Linked DNA regions of Gossypium hirsutum: all the other regions are linked to region 1. Evidence: chromatin contacts called from public Hi-C data. All regions are on one chromosome and are shown on one strand. Each heading gives the region's core, a stretch centred on a gene start, on an enhancer-like site or on the middle of the called end of the contact. The rest is flanking DNA. Distances are from core to core; before and after follow the strand shown.

Evidence for each region. Hi-C and Micro-C count contacts between places; a contact is called where the count stands out from the background.
Region 2: a Hi-C map of leaf shows a contact between it and region 1, with 2.5 times the contacts expected there. The contact joins the enhancer-like site here to the promoter of LOC107901619 in region 1. A contact is called at or near these places in 5 of 34 Hi-C or Micro-C datasets (cotyledon, hypocotyl and leaf).
Region 3: a Hi-C map of leaf shows a contact between it and region 1, with 2.4 times the contacts expected there. The contact joins the promoter of LOC107900059 here to the promoter of LOC107901619 in region 1. A contact is called at or near these places in 8 of 34 Hi-C or Micro-C datasets (anther, callus, leaf and 2 more).
Region 4: a contact with region 1 is called in a Hi-C map of leaf, with 3 times the contacts expected there. The contact joins the enhancer-like site here to the promoter of LOC107901619 in region 1. A contact is called at or near these places in 9 of 34 Hi-C or Micro-C datasets (callus, leaf, petal and 1 more).

The regions. Positions count from the first base shown.
Region 1 is chrD06:24,632,315-24,636,790 of Gossypium_hirsutum_v2.1, forward strand. LOC107901619 (nucleolar and coiled-body phosphoprotein 1) reads right to left here and starts at 3,097. Exons shown (of 15, transcript XM_041095420.1): 1 at 2,964-3,097; 2 at 2,687-2,828; 3 at 817-1,020; 4 at 539-720. The coding sequence starts at 2,788.
Region 2 is chrD06:24,501,155-24,505,928 of Gossypium_hirsutum_v2.1, forward strand. No RefSeq gene overlaps it. Among protein-coding and RNA genes, the nearest start is that of LOC121218877, 15 kb to the right of the region's middle. Within about 2 kb of position 2,372, at least 2 of the 9 cell types and tissues checked have an H3K27ac peak or open chromatin away from gene starts, as enhancers often do. A contact at or near this core is called in cotyledon and leaf, where this site is marked.
Region 3 is chrD06:24,482,211-24,487,311 of Gossypium_hirsutum_v2.1, forward strand. It overlaps LOC107900059 (deSI-like protein At4g17486), which reads right to left and starts at 3,372. Exons shown (of 3, transcript XM_016825777.2): 1 at 2,928-3,372; 2 at 2,309-2,596; 3 at 1,009-1,486. The coding sequence starts at 3,066. The coding sequence ends at 1,227.
Region 4 is chrD06:24,423,794-24,428,946 of Gossypium_hirsutum_v2.1, forward strand. No RefSeq gene overlaps it. Among protein-coding and RNA genes, the nearest start is that of LOC107901664, 7.8 kb to the right of the region's middle. Within about 2 kb of position 1,413, at least 7 of the 9 cell types and tissues checked have an H3K27ac peak or open chromatin away from gene starts, as enhancers often do. A contact at or near this core is called in leaf, where this site is marked.

The sequences.
Region 1 (4,476 bases), core at 1,847-4,346:
ATTACAGGAAGATGGCAAATTTTTGGATTGAGAAACAAGCCTCCATTAAACATAAAAGCAACCAGACAAAGCCTTTTATGAAAAAGTAAATAATCCAAAAAGCTCCCATAAGGGAAGGGAGACAGATATTCTCAAAATAGCACTATGACTTTGTTAATAATGAATCAATCTGTAAATTACTGCCTTCCCACTTTCTACCAAATCTAGCATAAGCACCTATTTCATAAAACCTTCAAGTCCCAGAAACGCAAGGATCATAATCTCTATTTTCAAACACCAATATAGCAGTCTATCAAACCCATAATTAAGTGCACCATTGCTCATCACTTAATATAAGAACCAGTTTCAGCAATAACATAGATTCAAGCCATGGGAGCCCAAGGCAAAGAACTAAAAGAAGATTTCAACAGCAATAATCTCATAAACATTTGAAAACTTACAAATTGGACAGAAGATGGTAAACAAGAGCTGAAGATTTACGTTGATGAACAAATGGCAACAAGAGAATGAACTCTCCAATCAAGCAGTTAGTTTTTACCTTATTTCCTTGAGGAAATGCTGGAACATCTCAATAATTAATGCATCGCATTCAAGATCCAACATCACCACACATGACCTGACTTTGGCAACAGTTTCAAGGATTGAGATCCTCTTAATGAATGAGCGGCTGGACTTGTCAGACAAATGTTCAAATGATGATACAATTAGTTGAAAGATCTCCTGCATACATATTAATAGGAATCAACACTTTGAATGCAGAAAAAGATTTTAAAATGATCATTTGCAAAAGCATTCAGAAACAATGACTTCAAATACCCCCATTTGGTCATCATCATAAGGAGCCTCTGGTGCAGTTATCCTTGTTATCTCGCTCACACAAGCCGCAACTGCAACTTTGACATCATTGTCAGGGTGTCTCAAAAGTTGCTCCGCCACCAAGGCTTTGAGTGATGGAGAGAGCGCATTTTGCATTGCTTGGCTTGGTGATTGTTCCACCCTTGAAAGACAACTTTCAACTTGCTAGAATTGCAGAGGACAGAGAAGTGTAAACATTCATCATTGACATAAAAAGCATCCACTAACATGCACTAGCGTAAGGTAGAACACAAAGGATATTAAACTATTAGAGTACCTAAAATACTAAGACAATCAGTCAGTTGTAGCATGATTCACTAACGTGCACTAGCGTAAGGTAGAACACAAAGGATATTAAACTATTAGAGCACCTAAAATATTAAGACAATCAGTCAGTGGTAGCATGATTCACTAGTCACGAAACATCCATACATCAATAAGGCTCAATGAAAAGAAACAGACTTTAAAAAAATATAGCTGCAATATTACACTTCGTGATGAATATAACAACACTAAAGAAGTATCACCTAATCAAATAGGGAGACAAAAACAGAAGAGTTGAATATAAACCAAAGACATATTTACATGTCTGCACCTCCATAACTAGTTTGCAGTTCTGCTAAGACATCAGCAAACACCTCATATCCCTAAAGAATCATCATATACAGGAATTGATACATAGTCTTGCAGAAACTTACTCAAGAACAATTGTAAAACCATAACAAACACTATACCTAATGAGATAGATCAAAAGAGGCATAGATCCTAAACAAACAATCTACCTAAGGATAGTTTGCCTCAGCAATACTTTTTTTGCAGGTCCTCTTCAAAGTTTTTCTTCCTTGGAATCATGAATGCATAAGACCTAGTCTAAACAGTGTATGGCACCAAAGTTTTTTCTGATTATCAGAATCCCAAAGTCTGCTTTAATGATGTTACCATTTGCAATTCTTTTAAGGGGCTGCATGTGTGATGGGGAGGGGAGGGGGGACAGACAATATATTTGCAACAAAGAATGTTCTGATTAATATCTATGTTTTATACAATGAAAACATAATCTAGCAAGCCCAGCAAACTCTTTCCTTAATAGGAAGGTTTTCGCACAATATCTACACGTGCTTTCCATATTAGCTTTCATCGCTTTCAATGCCATCTCAAGAGGGTAAAAAAAATTTAACCTTGGTTGTAAAATTATAGTAACCAAACATGGCTAGTGCTTAATTAACTAAGAAATCAAGGATAAATTTTATTGTAACGGTTTCTCGGATTTCACAAAATTTAAGGCAGGTATGGGATCCCTTTATGCCACATATAGACAAGAAAAGCGGGCGTGCGCGAGCATTGCTCGCGCGCATTTTTGAATTTAAAAGAAACACAAAAGTTCAAAGGATTTTCATCATTTACTACTGTATAGAATTTGCATTCAAATAAATTTAACGTGCTAGTATTCAAAATCTAGCACAGCAAACCCGTCAATGATATCAGTCATTTAGCAAATTCGCAAACATACACATCAATATATCTACACCAAAAAAAAAAAGAACAGAGAAATCAAAAACAGTTTCCCAAGTTTAAAACAGTAATGCCAGAAGCAAAATTAAATACGTGATAACATGCAAAAGAAGAAAACTTTAGAACAAGAGGTAAAAGCAGATCACAATGGAGAAAAAGAACTAACTTTAATAGCAGAAATTTAAAAGATATCACACCAAAGATAAAATTCAAACCGCATGCATAATGAAATCACATAAATAAAAGTCTAATAATTAAAAAAACGAGCGAAGTATAAAACAAAATTAAAGCCTGAAGAAAAAAAGTAATTAGGGCATACGTCAAGGAGAGGAATGAGCTCATCAACTGATGAAGGTGGTTCAACGAGCATGTTCCCAGCCTCCATTAATTGTAACTCCAGCTCTTTATCTGATGCCGCCATAGCCTCTTTTTTTTTTTTAAGAACAAAAAGAATTATGTACCTAAATATACAGAAACAGATCCTTTAAAAAAATCTAAAACCTAAGGCCTCGATTTCACACCATTCTGGAAACCTAAAAGAAACTCACGCGAAATAACACCAAACTATAAAGATTAAAGAGAGAAAAAGTGCATACACTCGAGCGAAAGTTAGGGTTTTTTCGTTTGTTTGGGAGCGAAAAAGAGAGAAAGTGATGAGTGAGTTTCTTTTTTTTTCCCTTTTTTTCAATTTTTTTTTTGAAATACTGTTTAAAAAATTATAATAAAAATATGTTTTACTTTTTTTTTGGTGTGTGTGGGCTTTAAAAGGAAAATACAGCAAAGCTTTGCTCGGATTACGCCGTGGTTATGAAATGGAGTTAAATTACGGGCTTTACGTCCACCGTTGGATTCTTAGGATGTGGACCTATTTGTGTTTATTTGACGGCTCGATTTTGTAGTTACCTTATTAGCTTTCCATTTTATTATACTGAATTTGAAATTACGTTTTTGTAAACAAAAATTGTAATTTTCGAAAGATAAAGATAATAGTTTTTACAATAAAACTCATTATTAAACTTCAAAATATTAGATAGCAGATAAAAAATAAAATAAACATTCATGTAAAAATATATATACCTTACAGAATTAATTTCAATTTTAAATAAAATTCATTCCAAATTTAAACTAAATTGAATATATATAAAAAATATTATTTATTGTAATTAATAACGGGTCTTAATCTAATTTTAATATTATAAAAATGATGATGTATCTATCAATAAAACCACCTTTTGTCGTATTATTTCTTTCATCTAAGGTTGTCTTGTATTTTACATAAAAGTCTTGGTCATATATATATATATAGGGGTCATACCATTTATTGCAATATTATTGTTTTGTTATTGTGTGTTATAGCCCATCCGAATAAGGACGTATGGTAAGTTAGAAGGCTGCTTGAGCAGTAAACCCATTAACAACCAATCGGAAGGACATTCATATGTTTCACCTATTGCAATCATTTGGACAAGTATGAATCATCCGATGTTCAGGCCATCAAGCTTTCATTAGGAATGTGATGTCGTTGGTCACCAAATACCACGTGGGTTCAATTGCTTTATACCGTTAAGTCAGAATGAATGACAGGACTTGTCCATCACAGATATCCTCATCCCACCGAATACATCCACCTCACACATTCTGTAATGATTGGTAGATAGCAAGTTCAACATGTTAACATCACCTTACAAGGGACCTCTGCATATAAATACCTTTAGGAACGATGAAGAAAGGATCGACTCTCCAAAGATATCAAGCCTATACTATACCAAGCTATCTTCAGCACTTAGCCTCCACACTCTTCTTTTCTCTACTCCTTGTAACCTCTAACTCTTCGCCCATAGTAGGTAAATCGACTATCGTGACAACCATCATATCATATTCCAGTCCTCTTCCTTGTACTATTGTATCAACAGTTAATGTGGTGAACATGGACAACATGACTTCACAATCCCAGAGCAATGCCCCCATCGACCTAATCAGCCCAACTAACTTGACCAACTCATTTGCTCTAACTAACACCCTCATCCCACCTCGCTCATGATGTAACACCCTAGGTCTAGTGGGTCTAAGGTTTTGGCATATAATAGTAGAATAGTCTGTCTGGCAAAG
Region 2 (4,774 bases), core at 1,122-3,621, 130 kb before region 1:
TGATTAAATAATTTTTTTCTCATTTTTGGGGAGCTAAAGTGTAATTTTACCACATATTAATTTAAAAATTTTAAAATTCTAAAAAGACTAAAAATAAAAATTCCCATTTTAGGGGAGTCGGATCCCCTGCCAGCCCCTTTGGCTCCGCTCCTGCTATATAGATGATTAAATAATAAATACACATATTGAAAATAAAATTAGAAAAAAATTACTTTCAAAGAATTAGTTGAAATAATAAAAGGGTTGGTAGTGGAAGGAGGTAATAGTTTATTTTTATTTTTATGCGGTTAATACCCTGAACTAAAATAAAATAGGTTAATTTTATTTTTAAGATCTTTTTAGCTTTCCAACTTGCACGTGTCATATTATCGTGTTTATGATAATGGAAGACTAGATTTAAAAAAAGTGAGGTAGGATCACTTTTCAATTGATTAAAATTTCATAAATAATTATAATTTTCTATCATACGCTCTCTCCCGTATGAAAATAATTAGTGATGTATAAAAAATAAAAAGTATTAAGTATCCTATTTAATTAATAATTTTATTTAATGATATATAAATTAAGCTCAAAAGTTACATTCTTTCTTCAAATTTGGCATCTTATTTTTAAAATTTATTATTAGTAAAAATATTAAAATATATATTATAAAAGACTTCTCTTAGATATATTTTATAAAATTAAAAGAATTTTTCATTGGGTATACGAAAATAAGTAGGCATCAATAAACAGTAAAAGTATGAATTATGTTATTTAATGTTGTATAAATTAAATTTAAATGTTATATAAATGTCTATATATTATACTGAAACAGGCTTTATAAAATTTGCTAAAGGATAGGGTTTCTACACACCGGTTGATTCGTGGAAATAAATTATCTCATAAAGTTGAACACCTATAATTTTATCTTAATTTTCAATTTTTATTAAATCATAGCGTTTAATTTGTATTGGGTTATACTGTTGATTCAATCTGCTCCAACAAAACACATTATACTACTTAAAGCAATTTCATTTTTTTAATAAACACCGACAGTTTTGATGAAATTAAAATGGGGTTAGGAGATGAACGTGCTTAAATAGTGCCAATATCGTGATGGAATCCGGAAATCACGATTCTTACCCGTGGGCAAGGGCAAAGCCATTATTATGAAGTGATCCTCAAAATATATCATTATTCTCGCTTAGCCACTTAAATTATCAATTTCATCACATTTTACCTCAAATCACGATATTAGCTAGACACTTTTCATGTTTTTATTGGATGCAATACGAATAAAATAAAATTGATAATTTAAATATACAAAAACTTTTAAGGAGGTAAGTGAGAAAATGGTATAATTTGAACGAGATGCAGCAGCAATTATTTCATTAGAGTGGGTTAGATAGGTAGCTAGGAAATGCTTTGTGAGTATGGTGGTTGAGAAACATGTTGCTGGGTGCTTAGCTCAAGCTCTGGATTTATTAGCAAACCCATCAATTTTCTGTCTACAAATATATGCACAATCTGTTATTTCCATCTAAACTCCCAACATTACATTTGGTTATTTAAATTCCATTTGATGATAAAAAACCAATAGTTACATCTGTTCAAGCAAAAAAAATATCCCAGCAATAAAATATTCTGGAATTCAAGTAATAAAATCCAAAATCATCGACTCAAACCAGGTTAAACTTATAAAAAAAATTAAGTGCCATAATTGAGCATTAAATTAGGTTTATAATTTTAAAATAACATTTAATCCCTGATTGGATTTTTTTATCAATTTATTAATTCATGAATTTTATAATTTTTTCAATTTTGGTTCATATGATGATGTAATATTTTGAGATTGTGTCGGGTCATTTAATTTTTTTAATTAAAAAATTTATATTTTTAAGTGATGACATAACATAATCTTAGATTGCTATTTCATCATTTGAACCAAAATTGAGAAAATTAATCAAGTTCCAAATTTAATGTGGAAAAAAATTTAAAAACTAAATTAAAAAAATATAATTAGGTATTGCTTTATCTGAAATTTTTTTAAAAAGATATAATTACGAATTTATGATTTTTAGGAGGCGAAATCCTCTCTGTTGCTCATGAACTTAAATACTTAAAAATGGAATAAAATTTTTAAAATCCGAATTAAGACAGCTCAACTAGTATAAACTTATAAAGAATATACATGAGTCAAAAATGTTATTTTTATTGTTTTTATTTTATTTTTAGAAAATATTAAAGGAAGTTGGGCCTGAATTTGCCAAGTCTTCAAATTTTGACCACAATAATAAATAAAAAGAACAAACTAACTTAAAGCAAGTGGATAATATGAATACGGTCCACAATCAAATTGTTTAGTACCACGTAAATGAAGGTTATAGGCGGTAATGAAGAGTGGAAAACAAATTAGGTCCAGATAAAATCTGGGTCCAAACATATGGAGGCTCACAAATATGACTAAAAGCCCATGATTGTGATATTCTCTACTAATTTTGATTCGTCTCCTTTGTCCTTGTCTAAAGATTTTTATCATTTCATGCTAAATTCCATACCATATGTTTGATAATGGAAGAAAATAGTCTAATAAACACAACTACTTTGCTACATTTGATTCAGTCATGCAAACGTTACTAATTATCAGCACTTCAAAAACTTCCCCAAAAATTTGTGTTTCTTCACTTCAATGGATAAAAAAAATACACAAGTAGTTAATACGAGTTATCATCAATGTCTTCACTTAAATACACGAGTAGCAACACCTCAACCCCCGTATGAGAAATTCCATAAACATGGGGCAGAGGTGTTTACAGGTAACAAAGATGATGATCCGTCTCTAGCTAAGTATTGGCTAGAGAATACACAAAGAGTGCTTGAAGAACTGCACTGCATGCCTAGAGATAGCTTGAAGAATTGCACTGCATGCCTAGGAAGAAGTGTGTTGATGGTGGGTTACTATAACTCCTAAAGATAGAGTGGATTGAGATTTCTTTGTGACCAAGTTCAAGAAGAAATACATCAATCGATTGTATATCGAGACGAAAAAATACAATTTAACACGTGTTCTCCCGCAAGGTCAGGGCGTGATCTGCCAGTTCGGTTTGTAATTAAGCTGTCCTACCTTTGGTATCACAAATAATGTTTCATTTCACATTTTCACTTATCGCAAATAGTTTGGTACTAAGCTAGCACACAAGGTAGGCATTAACTGTGACCATGGCCATGAACACACAATACTGACTCGTTAATACGCAAAACATCGACATATATTCAGCAGAGAAAACTTACCTTACACAACTCCATATCATAGAGTTTTTAAAACCTGAAGGAAGTAAAAAGCAACTCACTAAAACCTTCAAGATAGAATCTGCTCTTTTGGTCCTTTGTTTTAATCGCTCGAACCTTCTCTAGTTTATTGAGCTAAATAAAAAATAATCATAATTACCAGACCCTTTACCTACTATAAATTGATCATACATGTACTAGAGCAAAGACGTAAATCTCCTCTACAACATCCTAAGGGTTTCCTAGAAATTACCAATCTGCTAGTACTTATCAATGACATTTGACAAGCTTCTGGATATTTTCCTCGTCCCTTCTAGAGAGATGACTTAAAATAAATTTATTAAAGACATAGGAAAGAACATAGAGAGAAAGAAAAAAAAAGTAAAACATGCTGGTTATAGACACCCTTTTATAGCACAGACAACATAAATAAATTTTGTGGGAAGGTATGAGACTCCACTACTGACCTTGAATTCAGAGACTCAACTTACCTAATAAGATTTGAAATCTAACCCCTTCCCGAATGTAACTACTACCACTAATCAGAGTGGTAAAACGTCACCTGCACACTTAGGAAACCAACTAAACCGGTTATTCGGTTGCCTAAACATATCAAGTTGTCATCTACAGTACTCTAGTTCAATTCCAACTAGATCTAAACTAAACTCTAACGATGCCCACCAGCTATCATTTCCATATAAAGAAATCTTATTGCTCCATGAACTAACTAGTTTTCCTAGTACATTTAGGGTTGGTAGATCGTCTTATAAAAGAGTTCACCAAATGACGAATTCCACTGAAGCAGACCCCACAAAGGCGTACTGAAGAACACATCAACTCAACACTTAACCTGATAATTCACCTTCCTACTACTTTGACTTACTCAATTATATGTTAAAAGAATATTGGTATGATCTACGCCGGGTGGGCTGTTACATGGCCTACATATTTGATACTAGGACTATTAAATTGAAGTTGGAAGATGTGCTTATAGTGTGAGAATTTCCTGATGTCTTTGTTAATTTGTTAAAGAGTTACTTGGGTTGCCACTTGATAGAAAGGTAGAATTTTCTATATAAGTCGCTCCTGGTACAACACCCATTGCTATTGCACCCTACAAAATGACACCAACTAAATTGAATGAACTCAAGGCTCAACTGCAAGAATTATTAGACCGAGGCTTCATTTGGCCTAGTGTATCCCCATAGAGAGTTGTAGTACTGTTCGTTAAGAAAAAAAGATGGAACACTATGGTTATGTATTAATTATCGACAACTTAATAAGACTATAGTTAAAAACAAATATCCTTTACCAAGGATGGATGATTGTTTGACCAGTTAAGAGGAGTTAGTGTGTTCTCTAAGATTGTTCTTCGATCAGGTTATTATCAACTGAAAGTTAAATATTCAGATACTCTAAAGACAAAATTGAGGACAATGTACGACCATTAGTGATGGCATTTGGGCTCACAAATGTACTTTTCGCCTTTATGGATTTCATGAACCGG
Region 3 (5,101 bases), core at 2,122-4,621, 150 kb before region 1:
CCGAATCTAATTTGATCGAAATCAATTAAAGGGTTTTGAAATTTATAATTATTGATTAATTTAGTTCGAAACAGAATGATTAACCGAATTAAATGATTAACTAAAATTATTAATAATTTATAAGCCTAATGTATTATAGATAGATCCAATATATTAGAGATAAGTCTAATACATTACATAAGCCCAATACATAAAATTAATGGATTTATAAATATTTCTATAATGAGCTTAGAAAAACATTATAAAAACTAAAAATATTTGAAAAAAGAAACTAAAATTAAACAAAATAACACAGAATAAAAAATTTTAAAATTGATGTTTTTAATGTAAGGTTTGTTATTATGTTTTAATTTAGTGTTATTATTGTGTTATTTGTTGTTTTAAATTTCAGTTAAACTTTTTTGAATTAAAAAGAAAGAAAAAATTGTCATAGATTTTTTTATGTTTTAAATTGTTTGAAAAAAATATATATTTATAAATTTTGGTTAAGTCAATTAACCATCGGTTAATAAGAATTTATAAATTTTGGTTAATTAGATTGGGGTATTATTCGATTTCATAAACAAATCATAGCAAGCAAAATTTGACGTCATCAATAATCAGGTTAAATTTAGTAAAAGAAAATTCACCCCCGAGGGCAGGGGGTCACTTTCCTGGGATCCTCCTTCAACCATAGCCGACAAGAAAACTTGTTTCCATGGAGTAAGGGACCATCCTCAAATTCATGATAATAAAAGGGAACAATGTTCCCATCCTCACCAACTGGTCCAATGGCAGGGGCCCTCATCATTCACATTCAACATTAGCCAAAGACTACTGTTTCATGGGTCCCTATTCTTTACGCTAATAGTTGAGTTCCGTTTCCAAACATCTAACGGCTCTAACGGAACATGATTTTGACGTACGCTTTTAGAATCACAAACTCAATGGCAAGGTTGAGGTCCTACAAGCTTTGAGGTACCAAGTTCGATAAGAGTAAATGAAATGGCAAAACGGAGTGCAAGAGTGTGCAAAATACAAGGATCTTTTCCATTCAATTCCACATCAAACAGCATATTACAGAGAAATTGAAATGCTGCAAATTTTCCAGGCACCTGTTTCTATGCATGAACCGAGTAGAAACAGAAGTGAGATATAAAAATATTTGCATTTGTTAATTTCATCTACTACTGTTGGACTTCCCAAAATTTAAAACCTTAAAACTGTACCATACTTGAAAGTTCTAATTAAAGCTTCAAACTCAAAGTCGAGGTCGAAGAACTATGAATCAAAGACGACGATGGAATACATCGCCTTTGTCTACTACTCATGGCAGGGCCTGGAGGGCAAGATTTCAATGAAGGAGGTAGAGGTTTAGAAGAAGGTACGAACTTACTTGGTTGGCTTCTTAACTTCTTCTCTACCGGTTGAAGCTTACCTTCTGATCTAACTTGGCGAACTCTCGTCTCGTTCAACTCTGCTGGGAGAACACAGTTGCAAAGGAAACCTACACATTCATCACAAGTACCATCATCATCAATAGTCTACAGAGAAAGAACCAATAAAATCCTACAAGATGGTAATAGGAGAACAGATGAAATTCAAACAGGATGCGAGTATAGTCCATATTTGAAAGAACCATGTCCTCATCACTGAAATAGAGATGTTGGATGAACCTAATGCATTCACGTTATCACAGTGAATTCTAACCAACATAAAATTCCCAACAAGTTCCAGCTCTCTGAGCAAAGACAAGATCAAGTACAGTACATTTCAGGGTTATCGTTTCATACTTGACAAAACATATCAACGTGAAGACGTTGAAACTAGCAAGTGTTATTAGTACGACCAAACAGAACAAACATCGTTCAAGTTGTAAAAAACGTGAGAAACTATGGCGACCATGGCAGTCTTGGTACGAATATGCAAGAGAATTATTGGTTCCAATAGGCAGTGAAGATGGTTTACATGGCTGTCCTTTCAAATTTGGTAGACCCACCATGGCATTCGACAAAGCTTGCACTGTAACAGGTTTGGTCAAATGCCTCAGTGGGAATGGTGGGTGGAAGCTGATGCCTGATGCCACTTCTTCCTTATCTTCGAAAAGTTGTTTAAAGCAAAACATAACTTATCTTCGGTTTATTGTTACTATTAATTTTCTTTTCGATATGCTACTTTACTTTAAAATCAGATAATAAGCTAAACAGAGGAACTACAAAAATGCCGCAAAACTTTCCTTTCAATATATTTTCACATACCGATCTTCTGAAGAAACAATGAGATCATGAAGTAAAGTTTAAGTTTAAAAGGATAGAAGTGGATTTCTTACCAAGTCTAGCAAGTCGATTAACCCAGCTAGGAATTGGTTTCCCTGTCAATTGGATACACACATCATTGCAGAAATGATTGCAGTTCTTTGTGATGAGATGGTAAGTGTTCCCGGAGTAATCTGTAGCGAGTTTCTCCATGAACGAACGAACGTCTTTCGGACCTAAATCGGTCCTTCCAATTAAAATAGATTTCCTAAACGTGAAACCAGGACACTGCCTGGGCTCCACTTCGAAAATTCCAGTCGCCGAATGCTCATGCGCTCCAAAACCATATTCAACTCCATGAACTGCATACAGCAAGAATCAGCATACTCAAAATCTTGTACAATAATATACATATATACATTTATATACATACACACTAAAATCATGGATGTATATTCTTATTTCTTATATACATAAAAAATCAATCTTTCAAGGGAATTAACTTGACTAGTGTTATTAAACCGTAAAAACATTCAACAACAACCTTAATTTGCATACAAAAATTTTCAAAAATTTCCCTTCAATTTCCAGTCTTGTTGATTACTAAAAAAAAATTCCATTACTTTTCCAGCAACACCCCAAAAAAGAAAACAAAAACTTGACTAAATTCAAAGGAAAATAAAAAAAACAAACCTTGAACCCCAGAATGATAGATCCCAAGGCCAAACCAATAAGCATAACCATTAATCGGAGTCAAGTCATATACATTCAAATAAACCGGAACCGATCCAACTTTCTTCTTCCGGGGCATCAACACCATTGTGCACAGCATTTTTTAGGCTAACTTTAATAAATAAATAAAAAGAAGCCAGATTTTTTTACAAGAAGAGAGATAATTGAGGTTTCTATGGGGACGGGGTATTATAGAAAAAATAATTAAAGAGAAACTGGTATGGGTAAGCGCCGAAATTCGATATTAGTTTCCTTGTTTCGATTGAAAATAAATAAATAAAATAATGAAAAAGGAAGAAATCTGTAACTTGGGTTGTACCGAACGAGAGAGCCGAAAGCAAAGCAAAATAGCATCACCTTTTGCTTTCAAGGATCCTCCTCGTCCTCGTGGTTGATGCTTGCTTTCTCATTTTTATTTATTTATTATTTATATATATTATTTCATATTACATATAAAAATATTACTTTTTTTTATTATATAATAATATTCCAAGTTCAAATTTAATTATATGTATTTTCTAAAATTTTATATAAAATATTAAAGAATCAAAATACTCACATACATGCTTATTAAAAATTTTAATATAATGTTTCGATAATTTTATTATAAAGAGTGTTTGATAAATTATTAAAAAATTATTTTCAATAAAATAAAAGAAATTTAACATTTAATATTTTAAATATATTTGATAATTATTTTAAAATTTTACTTACTATAAAATTTTCAACAACAAAATCTTCAACAGCTAGGTAACTACTTATGACTTAGAAAATTTTAATTTTAATTTTAATTTAGCTATGCTTAAAAAGAATGAAATATTCAACATTACCATATTTATCTTTCATCTAAAACTAATCAAAATAATATAAAATAAAAATAAAAATTAAGAATATTTTAAAAATTAATATTTAATTTTATCAAACAGTACTTATATTACTAATTTAACAAACTGTTTTCTAATATAAATTCAACTCTTAAAATTTTATCATACTTCATTTTTTTTTTTGACACTTTAAATCTTTAGTTTATAAACACACCTTTTAAAAAAAAAATAGAAAAATTAAAACTCAGTTGATGGATGAGATTTGACTCAAACAGCTTTTTAAATAATAATAGTATAAATGTAGTTGTTTAAAATTGAGGGAACCCCCAGAGTTTTGGGAAAATTACTCCCAACTACCATTGTGCTTTTTTTCTTCTTTATATTGAAATCCCGTGGCGTGTATGTATGCGTTTTCGGTTGGAGTTCTACTTTTGACAAACTTAGGGTAGAGTTGTGAATTGGACTCTTTGATTTAAAAATCTGAATATAATTAATTCAAGTTTTAAAAATCAAGTTATTTTTTTTATTATAATTGAATTACTTTTAGATTTAAAATTTTGATTTTTTTCCGGGTTATAATTATTCTGGATTATTACTTTCGAGTTTCAGCTTTTAATTTTTAATAATTAAATTAAGCTGATTTAAGTAAATATTAGATTATAGAGCTTGAATAACAGAGATATATAGTAAATTTTTTTAAAAAAAATTCATATAAAAAATAAATGAGGGTTTAATTGAAATGGTAAACTAGAAATATATGTATTTTTCTTTTTTTTAATAAAAAGATAAAAATACCCTAAATTTTTTTTTACTTTATAAAGTAATGTTATTTTGGCAATTACTTAATTGTATTAGTCTCCGTTTGACTCGTAACATTAACTCAATTAGAAACTTAATATATATAAGCCAACTATCTTTATAACAACCACATTTGTCTATCAAGATTTTGCCTGTTATACACTTCTAATAACATGTTATGGAGATCTAATTGTTCCAACGAGAGCAATACTTGAAATGGCAATCCATAAAAAAAATACCGATATTGAGATTGACTAAAATAAGGCGAGAGCTAAAAAGAATTACTGAAAATACTTAGTAAAATTGACATGACTATTATAGCCGGTCCAATACTAAATAATCGAGTATTGCCTCTAGATGGGAGATAAGCATATAATAGAATTCATATTGTGAATTTCTATCAAATAAAAAAAAGTGAGAATTATGTTTTTTTTTTAAGTGAGAATCAAATCAATAAAATTAAAAGGCGTATAACAAGTGCATGTATTGTTGCTCTTGTGCATATTTTATTTT
Region 4 (5,153 bases), core at 163-2,662, 210 kb before region 1:
GCTGTCGAAACCATTTTTTTGAAAACAAAAAAAAAGTTGACTTTAAAAAAAAAACAAAAATTAGAGTCGCCACTAATCCTTTATTGAGGTATGATCGGCTCACCTTAAAAACGATTCTGGTCTGCGAATTTTAAGAAAACAAGTTTGGGAGTCAGTTACGCACGAGGAAGGGTTAGCACCCTCGTAACGCCCAAAAATCGGTACCAAATTGATTATTTAATGTCTTAGTGTCAAGGGTAAAAAGATTTAAAAAAAAACTCAAATGATGAAATCTAAAAAGGATAATCAAATGTTTAAGTCAGACGAAGAAATCGAAACCCAATACGTTAGGGTACAATATCTCAAAATCCCCAAACTTTGAATTTTGCTTTATTTTATAAGAAAATCTTCATTTCGAGAAAGCAATATGTCATGCCCAATACATTAGGACACAACAAATTAAATTCCCGAAAATGATTTGTATACTTATGCATTTTGAATAAAGAATATTCTCGATTATTTAGGATTAATAAAGAAAATTAGAACCCAATACGTTAGGGCTCAATTTCCTCGAAAATCCCGAATATCGATTATTGCATTATTTTAAAGCTTTTGAATCGAAAGAAAATGATTTTAATGTTTCGACGAAACCAAAATATATATTTTTAAAAGGTATGTTAAAAAGTTAATGTACAATATGAAACAAACTTTAATTTAAATTATATGTATACATAAGTATGATATATAAACGAATTTTGCAAATATGAGTATGGATATAAGAGGAAAAAAATGCATAAGTATTATAAAATGTTAATGCATATATCTATATGAATACATAAGTCATAAAAATGAAACAATAATAAAATACATATAAAATATATTCATACATTTCTTAAAAAAAAGTATAAGTATAATATATTAGTAAATATAAAAACGTGGAAAATATTTATAATAGCTTTGAATAGAGTATAAAAAAAATATATGTACATGTTATAAAAAATTGTATAAACATATAAATTATACAATTGGGAAAACATATAAAGATTATGAAATATAAATGTATATATATATATAAAACTGTGAAAATAAAATAATAATAAAATATGTATATAGTATATATATTTAAAAAATTAAAAAAAATATATGTATTAATATGCATATACGCATATATAAGTAAGTATATAATAATATATAATATAATAATAAACTAATAATAATACAGTAATAATAATATAAATAAACAGTATTAACAATATAATAAAAGCTAAAAATAACAAATTAAGGATTAAATTAAAAAAAACAGAATTTGAGAGCTGAATTTGAAAATCAAAACAAGAAAGGGAGTAATTTAAAACACGCGTAATAGGGGGAGGGTCGAAGGAGAAAATTACCCAAAAACACTACACAGCACTGGACTAAAATAAAACAGATTCGATATTTCATGGAAAAATTTGAAAACAAAAAAAAATGGTTATGAAATGATAGGATAAAATGGAAGGATTAAAAACAAAATAACCCATCAATGTTTAAAAGTTAAAATCCATTTCATTTGCAGCCAATAAAACCCATTTCAAACCCTAAAAATTATTCTATTTCAAATGCAGCCACAGCAACCAGTCCATTCCCCGCTCCTCACGCCGAGAACCAGCAAGAATCCCGACGGCGTGCCTCTACTGGTAAGAAACTTCTCTTTTTCCCTCGTTATTTCGTTTATTTGTTTTAAAAAACAAGGAAGAAAATAAAAAAGGAACAAAACAGTAAAGAGAAAGGAAAATCGGAACCCACTCAATACCTTCAAAATTGGTTTTTTTATTCTCTGTTTTTCTGTTTTCTTCAATACTTTTCAACACATCCTCCCCCCACTTTTATAAAATCGATTGGCTTTTATAGCCACTCTTTACAGAAGCAAAACACTCAAACCCCCCCCCCTTTTTCTCTCTTCTATAATACTGTTCTTGGTTCATTTGTAGGATAAACATGCATGGTGGATGCGAGGAATCGCTGAACGTGGGGTGATGGGGCCGTTGTTGCAGATGGAGAACGTGCGAGCGGCGCGATCTGCGGTTTCTACTTCCATTGCTACTGAAAACATGTTGTGGGCTAGGGTTAATTTTGGGCCAATTGGGCCAAATGTATTTGGGATGTTGGTTTTTAGCCAGGCCAAAATTGGCCTATTACAAACATAATTTTATATTCAAGATTGAACAGAAACATTATTAATAGGGATAAATGTCAAAACTACATATGAACTTTGGTTTTATGTGTAATTTTATATCACAACTTTGATTTTGTGCAAACATGAAATTTTGATTTGATCAAATTCTCACAAACTATTAACACAATTACTGATATAACATAATTTTATGTTTATTGCAATAATTATATTTATCCAATATAAAAATAAATTGATGTATTTATTTATTTATTTAAATGTGTATAATTGAATCAATGTTAAAGTTTTATGTATACATTTGAACCATAATTAAAGTTTCATGTGTTCAATTGAACCAACTTAAAGTTCATGTATAATTTTGAGATTTATCTCTTATTAATAAAATAATTATATTATATTATTGATTTTGCAGATTTAAAAAATTACGAGAAACATAGATAAGACAAAGTATTAATTCTTTATTAATCGAATTTTTTATCTTATTTTTTCAAATAAATATGAGTTATACTATTTATCGAGTTGAGATTTCTGTTGAACCAAACGATTTGATTAGACTCAATTAACATTCATAAAAAAAATTAATATTTAATTTAATTATAAAATATATTTAATTTCTTTTGCCTCTTGACATAAAAATTAAGAATAAATAAACAAAATTATAGATTATAGATTAGATTACCAATATATTAATATTGTTATATATATATAATATTAATCTCACATTTAATTTTTATTAATTATAAAAATAATTTTAACATTATTAATTATTATCATACTTAAAATAAAATCATATTTATATATAAATTTTATATTTATTTAATAAAAAATTTGGGTTTTTTTTTATTTTTAATTTATCCGATTATATTAAATGATTGCATAGATTTATAATTTTATAAATTGATAATATATTATATTATTTTTTAACTAGAACTTTTAAAATATATGATCAAATTAATTAATTTTACATTAATATACTATCATTTTAAATAATATTATTTTTATTATTGTCCCATAATAATATTAATAAATTATAATTCTAATGTCAATTTAGTAGTATAATTAACAATAAAAGGTATTCTTATCAGTTCAAATATTTTTCTAAATAATATATAAATAATTTATTTATATATAAAAACAAGTCGGCTAACCAAATTAAATGATCAAACAATCGACATTAAGTCAATCCAATTTGTTGATCAGTTGGTGCAATTAGTATTAAAAGTTGTTGGTTAAATCGGTTAAATTTTAAAAAAAATTTGAACGAACAATAAAATCAAATACTCACCCCTAATAACAATAGTCTTGATGTTTATTAAAAGTATTTTAAAAAAACAATTCGATTCGGGCTTGAAATTTCTTCCTAATTAACTTGAAATTAAATAATTTAATCATAAAAATAAAAAAAAAATTTAACCAAACATGAACTAATTTAAACATCAACCTTTTGAAAATTTTAAAATTGGAGTTGATGTGAGAAAAAATCAACCGAGATACTGCATTGATAGGTATACATTAAAGCAAGTTGGAAACAATTTGTAGAAGCATTGGGCTTTCCACACCTCCATGAGCCTTTAAACTATTGGGCTTATCTTTCTCTCGTTCAACGAAGATGTGGGGCCTTAATTACGGTTCTCTTCATCCTTCATAGAAAACTGTAATTAATTAATCATGGAATCTCATCCACTTTTTCGGTACTTGGCCCATTCATTTATTTTATTAACTTAATCCCTTAATTATTTTTTATTAAACATAATTCAATAAAATCAAATTTTAATAGAATTTACATTTACCGCTAAAAGCATTTATAAAGTTAATATTTTTAAAATTTTTATGATTTTGTAAATGAAATAAAAAAAAACATTTTCTATGTCATTTTTTAGATGATTAATTTCACCCTAATGTTTATTTCTTTTGCTACTCTAGCCCTCATCCTTTTTTTTTATTACTTTGGCTCAACCTTTAGAATTTAGTCAAATTACTTTTCTTTGAGTAGAAAATTGAGTGAATTGTTAAAATTTTCATGGCAATTATATGATAGCTCGTATGGCAGTCTGTCTGCACTTTATAAATTAAAAAAAATACATAAAAATTAATAAAAATTTTCATGAAAGTTCATAAAAAAAATTATCAATGTCAACAATTAAATACATGTGGACTACACGTGGGTTGCCATATCAATTCCATTAAAATTTTAACTGTTCAATCAGGTTTTTTGTCCAATAAAAGCAAATTAACTAAAAGTAAAAAGTTGAAGGCCAAAGTAAACCCAAAAATAGAGCAAAAGTGAAAAAAAAAGTATAGACTAAGGGCTAAACTTGTCATTATGCCTACTTAAGATTTAACTTTATTTGATCTTTAATTTTGGTAATAAAGCAGAGATGGAAACATAGAACTAAAGTTTATAATGTCTTATAGTGACTCTCCATTATCTATCATTTTGTATTTTAGCCTAAAGCTCTATAGGCGATTGATGAAGAATATGTAAACTTATGTCTTGTTCCATGACCAACTTGGCTAACCTTTTCGCTACAATATTCTCCTCCTGATAGGTGATAGCCACTTTGACTTGTTATTCACATTTAAGCAGTCTCATAATCACATGAGCCAAAGAACTAGGAGGTGGAGAATTGAAGGTACCCTTAAGCATTTGGACAACCTCTAAATTATCCACATTTATAATTAATTGTCGATATCCCATTGACCAAGCCATATGCACGCCATTGAAGATGCCCCAAAGTTTAGCTTCGGGAGTGGTTGTAATACCTACGTTCCCCATAAAGCCTATAATTCATAAGTCATTATGATCTCGAAAGAGCTCACCAACTGATGCCCTCTTCTTATTTGTAACGCCCTCGACCCAACCCAATCTACCGGAGCCAAATCTCAGATGTTACGCCCTTCTTACAAATGTAATTGAAAATTTCTTTCTTATTCATTGATGTAAACATCTATCTTTGTATAACAGAATCTTTGATGGGCGTACATTGTATAGTTACACTTA